3 separate regions of the Sus scrofa genome follow, and all the other regions are linked to region 3. Evidence: chromatin contacts called from public HiChIP or PLAC-seq data. All regions are on one chromosome and are shown on one strand. Each heading gives the region's core, a stretch centred on a gene start, on an enhancer-like site or on the middle of the called end of the contact. The rest is flanking DNA. Distances are from core to core; before and after follow the strand shown.

What was found. HiChIP or PLAC-seq counts read pairs in DNA pulled down with a chosen protein or histone mark.
Region 1: a contact with region 3 is called in an H3K27ac HiChIP or PLAC-seq map of alveolar macrophages. The contact joins two enhancer-like sites. A contact is called at or near these places in 1 of 47 Hi-C or Micro-C datasets (heart right ventricle) and 1 of 2 datasets of contacts at active chromatin or transcription factors (alveolar macrophages).
Region 2: a contact with region 3 is called in an H3K27ac HiChIP or PLAC-seq map of alveolar macrophages. The contact joins two enhancer-like sites. A contact is called at or near these places in 8 of 47 Hi-C or Micro-C datasets (embryonic fibroblasts, epiblast stem cells, fetal heart ventricle and 5 more) and 1 of 2 datasets of contacts at active chromatin or transcription factors (alveolar macrophages).

What each region holds. Positions count from the first base shown.
Region 1 is chr9:6,552,573-6,556,192 of Sscrofa11.1, reverse strand. It overlaps RNF121 (RING finger protein 121), which reads right to left. Exons shown (of 9, transcript XM_003129616.4): 4 at 990-1,144. Among named protein-coding and RNA genes, the nearest start is that of IL18BP, 32 kb to the left of the region's middle. Within about 2 kb of position 1,947, at least 3 of the 83 cell types and tissues checked have an H3K27ac peak or open chromatin away from gene starts, as enhancers often do. A contact at or near this core is called in alveolar macrophages, where this site is marked.
Region 2 is chr9:6,959,081-6,962,365 of Sscrofa11.1, reverse strand. All of the region lies in intron 3 of CLPB (caseinolytic peptidase B protein homolog), which reads left to right. Among named protein-coding and RNA genes, the nearest start is that of PHOX2A, 130 kb to the right of the region's middle. Within about 2 kb of position 1,840, at least 13 of the 83 cell types and tissues checked have an H3K27ac peak or open chromatin away from gene starts, as enhancers often do. A contact at or near this core is called in alveolar macrophages, where this site is marked.
Region 3 is chr9:6,703,310-6,707,082 of Sscrofa11.1, reverse strand. No RefSeq gene overlaps it. Among named protein-coding and RNA genes, the nearest start is that of ANAPC15, 15 kb to the right of the region's middle. Within about 2 kb of position 1,887, at least 4 of the 83 cell types and tissues checked have an H3K27ac peak or open chromatin away from gene starts, as enhancers often do. A contact at or near this core is called in alveolar macrophages, where this site is marked.

The DNA of each region.
Region 1 (3,620 bases), core at 698-3,197, 150 kb after region 3:
GAGGCGGTGCGGGGAAAGTGCAGGGTGCCACTTAGGAGACCCCTGCAGTCCCAGTTTAGAGGCTGGCCAGTTTCACTGTTAGGCTCTCCTGGATCTGCTGCACACGTGTGCCTCACAGCACTTACCAACTGCACTGAAACCGCTGCTTTTGCACCCATCTCCTCCATTAACTGAGTACTCCTGGAGGGCAGGAACTATGTCTTATCCCCGGCTCTGCATCCCCGGCACGCTGCACAGGGCCTGACACATAGCAGGTGCTTGTTGAATGAATGGAAAAAATCTTTCTTTCTGTCAAGTACAGATATTAAATGACCTCACAACCTGGTTGGGAGGATTAAATGAGAAACGCATTTGGAAATACAAAGAATTACACAGGCAGGGGCTGCTTATGACCAGAGGAGGAGGTATTGTTTGCTGGGAAAAAACTGTAAATTTGCTGAGATTCATTCATTCAACAAAAATTCACAGAATAGGCTACTATGTGCCATGCCCCGTGGCAGGGCCTGGAGTTAGAGCAACAAACAAAATGGATGTGGTTCCTGATCTCACGGTTAGTTTAGTGGGTGAGACAGATACCCAAAGAATAGTTAGTTATAAATTGTGATAATTCTATGAGGGAAAACTACAGGGCCCCAGGAAGTACAATCAGAAAATCGAATTTAGAGATCAGAGGAGGGTTCCGAGAAGAAAATAACACTCAAAACGAGACCACAGTGACCAGGATTTGCTTACTTATTTTGTTTGCTTTTAACAGAAACAGGCCTTGCTGTAAACCACAAGGTAAGCTACGGGGAAGCGCTTGGGGGGGTTTACTCTGTGAATGGAGCAGGTCCCCAATCAGCTTGTCTAGGTGGGGCTCTGTGCCAAGTAACCCTGGCAGACAAAAACTGCCTTTTTTTATTCGGACCCCACCCCCTTTCCCATGCATCCCAACCCATGGGTGTCAGGAATCCTGGCTCCTTCCCATTACCCACTACCTACATTCTCACCTTGGAGTTGTCTGTACTAGTGGCTTTCGAGTGGCTCGGAAGGTGACAAAGGCTGTGACGGCGGAGAACAAGACCCAGATCACTAGAAACCTCCACCAGTGCAGCTTCACTGTGAAATAGAGGGGAACAACCCACATCTGAAAGAGGGTCACCATCTGAAATACAAACACAAGCACTTCAGCTCCAGCCAGCTCCCGCGGCAGCTCTGTCTGCAAGTCCGGGGGGCCTCTTCTGTGTTCCATTTCAGCCCGATCCTCTCCTACGCTTCCAATTTGGATAAGAGCACTTCCTACTGACCCAAGTTAGAAACCTGGGACCATGCCTGATGCCCACTTTTCATCCTCCGCCCAGCTGTGTATTGTACAGAGTCCGTCCTTCCCATCCCTGCCCTACCTCTGCTGTCTCCTTGCATTCACTGTCCCCCCGCCGACCTGTCCTCTCTGGGAGCATCCATTCCCCTGCTGAGAACCCCCTAAGGGGCCCCGGTCCACAGGACAAGGTCCAACATCCTTAGCCCGGCAGTCAATCCCCCACAGTCGAGCCCCAGACTACTAATGCAAGGACACCTCCCACCCCTCCCCATGCCGGCAGTGGCACTGCCCCCGCCCCGGGCTGCATCATCCTGTCTGCCTTCCCTTTGGCCTGGCCTGGAAGTATCACATCCAACACACACAAAACCTTCCGTCTCCTTTCCTTTTTTTTTCCCTTTTGTTTTTAGGGCCACACTGCAGCACTTGGAGGTTCCCAGACTAGGGGTCAAATCAGAACTACAGCTGCCGGCCTACGCCACAGCCACAACAACGCAGGATCCAAGCTGCATTTGCGACCTACACCACAGCTCACGGCAACGCCAGATCTTTAACCCAATGAGTGAGGCCAGGGATGGAACCCACATCCTCATAGATACTAGTCGGATTCATAAACCGCTGAGCCACAGCGGGAACTTCCAGTTTCCTTTCTAGGCAGGCTAAGTCATGACTTCCTAGTGTTCCCAAAGCATTTGCTTTTCTACATCATTACAGTGCCATCATAGCGAGAGTATGATTTAAATTCATTCTCTTCCTTAATGTATGCTCCTTGAGAGCAGTGACAGGCCATATGGCTCTGATTCCTCTCTGCTAGGAAACTGGCCCCTGAGAATCCTCAAGGAGTGTAGCTGAGTAAGAGGAAAGCAAGGCTAGAGCCCTAAGACGGAGGCACGGTTCTGTTTTAAAAAGGGTCTCTTTTGCTTTCTTTCCTTTGGATCTTTACCTCAGACTTGTTAGCTGAAGCATTCCAAGGGTATAAAAACGATTCTAACTCAGAAGTTCGGACTCATCCCAGTCTGCCGCCCTCCAACGCCTCCTACCCCCCTCCCTAACCACTCGGTTTTCACTAGGTGTCACTCTTCGCAGGTGAGTAGCAGGTGTAAAAAAAGATAATTAGCACTTAATGGAGGTTTTCTTCCTGATGTCATCAAAGGAAATGAAAAAATTATTTTTTTAAAGGGCAGTGGGTGGGTGGTTATAGAGAAGAATATAGCAGCTAGTTCCCTAAAGCTCTATAGAAAACATTTTGAGAAAATATTTACTCTTGGGGATTTCTAGACTAGTGCTGCCCAGTCAAAATATGAATTGCACATAGAAATTTAAGTTTTCTAATAAAAACTTTTAAGTTAAAAAGTAAAAAGAAACATATTAATTTAAAAAATATATTTCATTTAACCCAATGTATCTAAAGTATTATCATTTTAACAGGTACCCAATATAAAATATGAAATATTTTACTCTTTTTTTGTACTAAGGCTTTATAGTTGATGTTTATTTTATTTATTTATTTATTTTGCTTCTCGGGCTGTACCCGCAGCACATGGATGTTCCCAGGCTAGGGGCAGAAATGGAGCTGTAGCTGCCGACCTACACCACAGCTCATAGCAATGCTGGATCCCTGACCCACTGAGCAAGGCCAGGGGTTGAACCCACATCATCGTGGATACTAGTCGGATTTGTTTCCACTGCACCACAATGAGAACTCCAGTGTTTATTTTACGTTTATGTAGTATCTCAAAAGAGACCAGTCACATTTCAAATGTTCAACAGCCACACGTGACTGGTGACCCCAACACTGGACAGTGCACCTTAAAGCATCTTTTTTGGTGTTTAGCTCTCAGGCGCTACTGCTCTTTTACAGACTGCTCTGTGGAAAGGAAAAGCCTTAGTGTGTGTGTGTGTGGTGTGTGATTTCAGGTATTAAAGAAAAGAAACAGACGGTGGAAGACAATGGTGAGTGGCTACTCTGCTTTAGAGCCTCCGGCTTTAGAGCTGTTTGCCCACTGGTCAGTGAGCTGGGTAGCCTCAGTACCAATTCTACTGTGCAGGAATCCCCAGTTGACTCTGACTGAAGCCTTCGAAAATATTTTGCCCTTACGAAAAAGTGCAGAAGCACCAGGATGTAGCAATGAACGGCCAGCTGTGTAAAGCTCCAGGTGACATTCTGGAGGATCATGGGAGGAGACCAGGAAAAGACGTCGCAATAGACAAGGGCACGATATTTAAACTAGGGGATAAGGCAACCACGACCCTGACACCAGAAGCGAGCAGATGAAGGTAGGTGTGGAAAGAAGGGCTGTTTAACAGGCTCATGGGGTGCTTA
Region 2 (3,285 bases), core at 591-3,090, 260 kb before region 3:
AAGGGCGGTGATGGTGAGAGAGCGTCGTGCAGAGGAGGGGGCTTTGGGCCTCTCTTGGCTTCCGTCTGGGGGGGGGGTCTCTTCAGGGAGAAGGTTTTGGAAGGCAGAGCTGGTCAGAGCATCGCCGGCCCTCACGGAACCGCCTGTTCCCCTGAGGCCTCTCCTTCCCCGTCACTTTCTGTCAGCTGCTTAGGCCCTCGGATACTCGCGCTGGTTAGTCCCCTCAGTTACTTCAGTTACTTATGCTGGTTAGCTGGTTAGTCCCGTCAGTTACCAGTGCTGGTAGGCCCATCAGTTACCAGTTCTGGTTAGCCCTGTCAGATACTTGTGCTGGTTAGTCCTGTCAGTTACCTGTGCTGGATTAGTCCCATCAGATACTTCTGCTGGTTAGTCCCGTCAGTGACTTGTGTTGGGTAGTCCTGTCGGTGACTCGTGCTGGTTAGCCCTGTTAGTTACCTGTGCTGGTTAGCCCCATCAGTTAGTTGTGCTGTGCTGGTTAGCCCCCTCAGTTACTTCAGTTACTTGTGCTAGTTAGCTCTGTCCGTTACCTGTGCTGGTTAGCCCCCTCAGTTACTTCAGTTACTTGTGCTGGTTAGCTGGTTAGTCCCGTCAGTTACCAGTGCTGGTAGGCCCATCAGTTACCAGTTCTGGTTAGCCCTGTCAGATACTTGTGCTGGTTAGTCCTGTCAGTTACCTGTGCTGGTTAGTCCCATCAGTTACTTCAGTTACTTGTGCTGGTTAGCCCTATCCGTTACCTGTGCTGGTTAGTCCTGTCAGTTACCTGTGCCGGTAGGCCCATCAGTTACCAATGCTGGTTAGCTCCGTCAGATGCTTGTGGTGGTTAGTCTTGTCAGTTACCTGTGCCGGTTAGCCCCGTCAGTTAAACTGTGCTAGTTAGTCCTGTCAGTTACCTGTGCTGGTTAGTCGCATCAGATACTTGTTCTGGTTAGCCCCGTCAGATACTTCAGTTAGTTGTGCTGGTTAGCCCTGTCTGTTGCCTGTGCTGGTTAGTCCCATTAGTTACCAGTGCAGTTAGTTCCGTCAGATGCTTGTGCTGGTTAGTCTTGTCAGTTACCTGTGCCGGTTAGCCCTGTCAGTTAAACTGTGCTAGTTAGTCCCATCAGATACCTGTGCTGGTGCCAGGCTACATGTGGGGCAAAGGGAAGAAGCTGGGCCCTGTGCCCTGGGAGGCAGTGGCTTCAGTGTAGAGAGCCCGGGCTCCTGTCCTAGGCTGCCCCTTGTGGACCGTGCCATCTTCGGCAGGGCGGTTTCATCTCTGTGTGACTCAGGCCCCTTCTCTAATCACAGGATCGGGGAGACTGTAAACGTCAGGTGCCTGAGGCATGGTAGGTTGCTCAGAAACGGGAGTTTTGAATTCCACCACGAAGAGTTTTGTGGGACCTGAGGAGCCCAGCCTGCTGTGTGCTCCCCACCCCGCCAGACAGCTCTCAGAGCACCCGGGATCCTCGGAGCACTTCTCTGTGTCCCTCCCTGCTTGTCCCATTTCCCCACCCCCGACTCAGTCTAGGAGCTCCCTGTGGGCAAGATCCGCGTCTGATTCCTCTGACCCTCGGTGCCCAGCACGGAGACTGACTTGGAGAACAAAGCTGAAGTAATCCCGGCGCGTCTTGCCCTCCCGTCTCGAGGGCCGGGTGTGGTGGCTGGCTTTGCACAGTCCCTTCTGCACCGACAGTCTCACAGTGCTCTGGGACTTGGCAGTGGTGGCTCAAGGGCCAGCCCTGTTTAAGAAATTCAAGCCGCTTCTGTGTCTCACCACTGTAGTGTGGCAAGCTTCCTGGCAACCCGCCACTGCCCCACTGCCCTCTGCTGCTGCCTAGACAACCTGCCCTGATGCCAGTAGGTGGCGCTCATGGCCCTTTCCCACAGTTCAGCTGCCTGGACAGACCTTGCCTTCCTGTCACCACATCTCAAAGTGCCTAGAGCCCTGAGCAAGGGTACAAGGGAAGGGTGCCCTGGACCGCGCCCTCCCCTTCCTGGCCCTGTATTGCTGGGGTTTGTGTTTTATTGCGTCCCAGCCACAGCACACACTGCTTGGGGAAGTGGAGATGTTTCCTCTGCAAGATCCCGGGAGTTTCTTAGGGCGGTCTGTGCTTCTGCCCATCCTTTCGGGCATGGCTCGTGCCTCTGCCTCCAAGAAGTCATCCCCATGGCACTTGCTCTGACCTGCACCTTGCCAGGTGTGTGGCTATCCCGCGAACACCCTGGAAGGCAAGGGCCCTGAGAATTGATCAGGTATCCTGCCTGCCCAGAGTCCTGTAATAACCAGCCTCATGGAAAGAGAGAGGAACGACTAGTTTGTGGAATGAATAGTTGAATGATAGGAAGTGGTTCCTCAAAAAGTTGTTATCCAAACTGCAGAGTAATCTGTAAACTAACCTTACTCTGCAGAAAAGTCAGTGTCACGAATATCAAAGACAGCCTGAGAACCTATTCTAGATAAAAAGAAACTGGAGTTCCCATCGTGACTCAGTGGTTAGCAAACCTGCCTAGCATTCATGAGGATGTGGGTTCGATCCCTGGCTTCGCTCACTGGGTTAAGGATCCAGCGTTGCCGTGAGCTGTGGTGCAGGTCACAGACACGGCTTGGATCTGGCTGTGGCTGTGGCGTGGGCCGTCAGCTGGAGCTCTGATTGGGCCCCCTAGCCTGGGAACCTCCATATGCCGCGGGTGTGGCCCTAAAAAGACAAAAGACCAGAAAAATTAAAAAATAAAAATAAGATCTCTATAGGAAAAATGTATGTTTTAAAAAATAATAATAATCTCTTTTTAAGTGTGCCAAGTTCTTGCTAGAAACTAAGATAGGACAAAGAGTGGTCCCCCCAGCATTGGCTTTTATTCTGTTTAATCCAGCAGTGTTCACTGAGGTTCTGCTACAGCCCCTCCACTCTGTGCCTTTGTACACAGAGAACAGAGGGAACGCTGAGAGCTAACGCCTGGAAAATGTAAGCGCTTTCGCATTATTGCCCCCGGTCCTCTGAGCGCCCTCACGGCGTAGGTCTGGCAGCCTGACAGGGCGGGAGCGCTGAGGTTCAGAGAGGTGAGCAGGACCTGCCCGCAGTCACGCAGCCTAGAAGAGACGGGTGCAGGCTTACATCCAGATCGGTCTGTCCCAGGGCTGTCGCTTTCCGAGTCTCCATATCTGTCTGTGTGAGACAAAGGATTGGACAGACTGATCTCAGCAGATCCTTCTTTACGTCTGGAAATTTTAAAACTTTTTGTTATGGCAGGAAGTGACTGGTTATAAAGCAAGCAGGCCCATCACAC
Region 3 (3,773 bases), core at 638-3,137:
ACCATCACTGACTCAGTTGCCAGAGTCAAAAATAGGGAACTGCCCCCAATTCCCACTTCTCGCTTTCTCTTTTTCCCTTGCACTCGGTCACCAGGGCTTGTTGAACCTGGCTGAGGATCTTGGTAAGAAACTCTTAGGAAGGATGGAGGAAAGGCTCCCAGACTTAGGGATCCTCTATGAAAAAGAAGCAGAGGGAGAGACTGGGGGACGTGGGAGGAGCAGACAAGGGATCTAGGAGAAGGGGGAGGTCAGGCCTGGTTCTGGGACATAGAAATAGCTCAGTCTTGGAGTTCCCATCGTGGCTCAGTGGTTAACGAATCCGACTAGGACCATGAGGTTGTGGGTTCAATCCCTGGCCTTGCTCAGTGGGTTAAGGATCCGGCATTGCCGTGAGCCATGGTGTAGGTCGCAGATGCGCCTCGGATCTGGCATTGCTGTGGCTGTGGTGTAGGCCAGTGACTACAGCTCTGATTCAACCCCTAGCCTGCAAACCTCCACGTGCCGTGGGTGTGGCCCTAGAAAAGACAAAAAAAAAAAAAAAAAAAAAAAGAAAAGAAATAGCTCAGTCTCTGCCTTTAAGGTGCTCAGGGTTGGCCGAAGAAATAAAAAACAATTTTATACAGAACTCCGCCAGAGTACAGCACACCTGACTCCTGATAGTACGACCAAGGAGCATCAATACTGAACTGTCTATTTGCCTGATGCACAGCAAAGCCCAACAACACTGAACCATCGGGGTCAGAAGCCGAGAAAATTTATTTCAGGGCCATGTAAGGACATGGACGGCTCAGGCCCCAAAGCCTGGAGCTCCCTGAAAGCTTTCAGGAAAGCCCTTTCAAAGGCAGAGTGAGGGAGGGTCTCCGTTAGTTGTTGCAAATTTCTTTGTGTCCAATCCTTTGTTCTTGGAGCTCCAGGCATAGGTCAGGTCATGTTGTTCTTGAAAACCTCCAACAAAACAGATGTTATTCTCTGTTCTGCAACTTTTTGTTTTTGGTGTGTGTGTGGTGGTGGGGGGATTGTTTTTGTTTTCTTAACAGCTGTACCCAACACCCATAGAAGTTCCCCCAGCTAAGAGTCAATCAGAACTGCCGCTGCAGGCCTGTACCACAGCCATAGCGACACTGAATCTGAGCTTCATCTGTGCCCTATGCCATAGCTTGTTCCAACTTGGGATCCTTAGCCTACTGAGAGAGGCCAGGGATCGAACCTGCATCCTTACAGACACTATGTTGGGTTCTTAAGGAGCTGTGCCACTATGGGAACTCCTGGTTCTGCAACTTTTTATCTAAAAATGTAATACACTTAAGGGTCAGACCTTGTATATTTCAGGCTGTAGGCAGCATTCTTTTGCAAAAAGTGCAGAGCCAAGATGACTAAGCACAAGGGACCGAGGTCAAGACCGAGGTCAAAAGCTAAAGTAAGATTGAAATAAAAGTAACAGGGAGTTTCCATCATGGCTCAGTGGTTAACAACCCCAACTAGTAACCATGAGGTTGTGGGTTCTGATCCCTGGCCCCGTTCAGCTGGTTAAGGATCCGGCATTGCCGTGAGCTGTGGTTTAGGTCACAGACAGGGCTTGGATCCCGATGCATGGCTGTGGTGTAGCTCCAATTCAACCCCCAGCCTGGGAAGCCCCGCGAAAGACAAAAAAGTGAATAAATAAAATAAAAGGAATAGGTGTTCCAGTCCTGGCTCAGCGGAAACAAATCTGACTAATATCCATGAGGATGTGGATTATAAGGATCCAGTGTTCCCATGAGCCGTGGTGTAGGTTGCAGATGCAACTTGGATCTGGCTTCATTGGGTGAGCTGCTGTGGCTGTGATTCAACCCCTAGCCTGGGAACCTCCATGTGCTGTGGGTATGGCCCTTTAAAAAAAAAAAGAGAGACATATAATAAGAGGTATAGATCTAATATGGAGTTAGATTCACCACCACCCCCCAGCCTGTGCCGCAGGGAGTTCCCATTGTGGCGCAATGGAAGCAAATCCAACTAGAAACCATGAGGTTATGGCTTCGATCCCTGGCCTCAGTCAGTGGGTTGAGGATCCAGAGTTGCCATGAAGTTGAAGATGTGGCTCAGATCCCATGTTGCTATGGCTGTGGTGTAGGCCGGCAGCTACAGCTCCAATTCAACTCCTAGCCTGGGAACCTCCATGTGGTGCGGGTGTGGCCCTAAAAAAGCCTGCGCCACAGCAGCAACTCAAGCCACTGCAGTGATGACACTGGATCCTTAACCCACTGAACCACACGGAACCACACGGGAACTCCTCCCCCTTTTCCTTGATGCTTCTTAATCTTGAGGAGAACGAGTGTTGGACAGAAGAGGCATGCGTGACATTTTTTTTTTTTTTTTTCTTCAGGGCTGCACCCATGGCACATGAAGGTTCCCAGTCTAGGAGTCAAATCAGAGCTGGAGCCACTGGCCACAGTCACAGATACAGCAATGTGGGATCTGAGCCACATCTGCCACCTACACCATAGCTCACGACAATGCCGGATCCTTAACCCACTGAGCAAGGCCAGGAATTGAACCTGTGTCCTCATGGATACTGATCAGATTCGTTTCTGCTGAACCACGACGGGAACTCCCGCAATGTTGTTTTGGATAGAGGAATCATAAACTTGGCAGAGGAAGCAGTTTTAGCAGGACTCAGGTTCAACTTCCAGTCCTGCTTCATCTTTTCCCAACTCTCTCAGGGAACGGGGAAATGACTGCTCTGACTGCTTCCTGCTGAAATGGAGCCTAGTCCTTTGACTTAGGGAATCGACACTGAGTTGGAAATATGCCCGCGTTCTAACCCCTGGATCCAAGTCTTTAAAGATCTCATTCCCTGAGGAATTCAGGAGAAAAGCCTGAACACCAGTGAGGCCCTGGCAGAGGAGATTCCCCAGACGAAGGAGGATTCCCCCAAACAGATGAGCCCAGCTCTCAGAAGAGAATGGACCCAGAGTGGCTCACTTCCCACAAGGAAAGTGGCCCAAATGACTGGAGAGAATTCCAAGCCTGTGCAAGCTGGAGCAACTACCCCAGGTGATGCTGAATGTGGACTGCACTTCTGGATGTTTCTTGGCTGCACAGAGCCTCCTGTCATGGGGTGGCTGGCACCTGTCAGGGAAATCCCCCCCTCCCACTTCCTCAGGGCAAGAGGAGCTCCAGCAGCTACTGTGAACTCAGGGAAGTGGCTGCTCTGGCAGGGGTCAAGCTGCCATGGGCACAGTGTCCCATCTGGGTGACCACAGTTGTTACCGGAAAGCGAGTCCATGTGCCAGGCTATATGGTCAGGCCACCGGAGATGGCTGTTTGCTTGCTCTCTCTTCATCTCCTGCTTGACCAGTTGATGCCTCGTCCACACCTCACTCATATGATTGACTTTCCCCCTTAATCACAGAGCCTAATCTGTAAATGCTTACCTACTTGCCCCCAGGCCTCAGCTACTGATTATTTTTTATCTTGAGATCAGATAGTCTAACAAAGGGAAGACCTCTGCCCCACATAGGCACTTAGCCTGAGGGGCTAGGAGGGCCATGCCCCTTGGTTGGCAATCAATGAGCTGTCCTGATATAATTCCCCCTATAAGTGGCAGTCTCCCCTTCCCGGGAGCGAAGACTGCTGCTGTGTCCTGCCCACCGTTTGTCTGCCATCCACGGTGGGATATTGACTCTAGGACCCATTTGCTCCATACACGTAAGATCTCCCATCTGTTAAACTGTTGATGGCTCTGTGGCTGATTCTGGGCTCTTTCTTTGGTCTTGAGGCTGAGCCAGTACAGG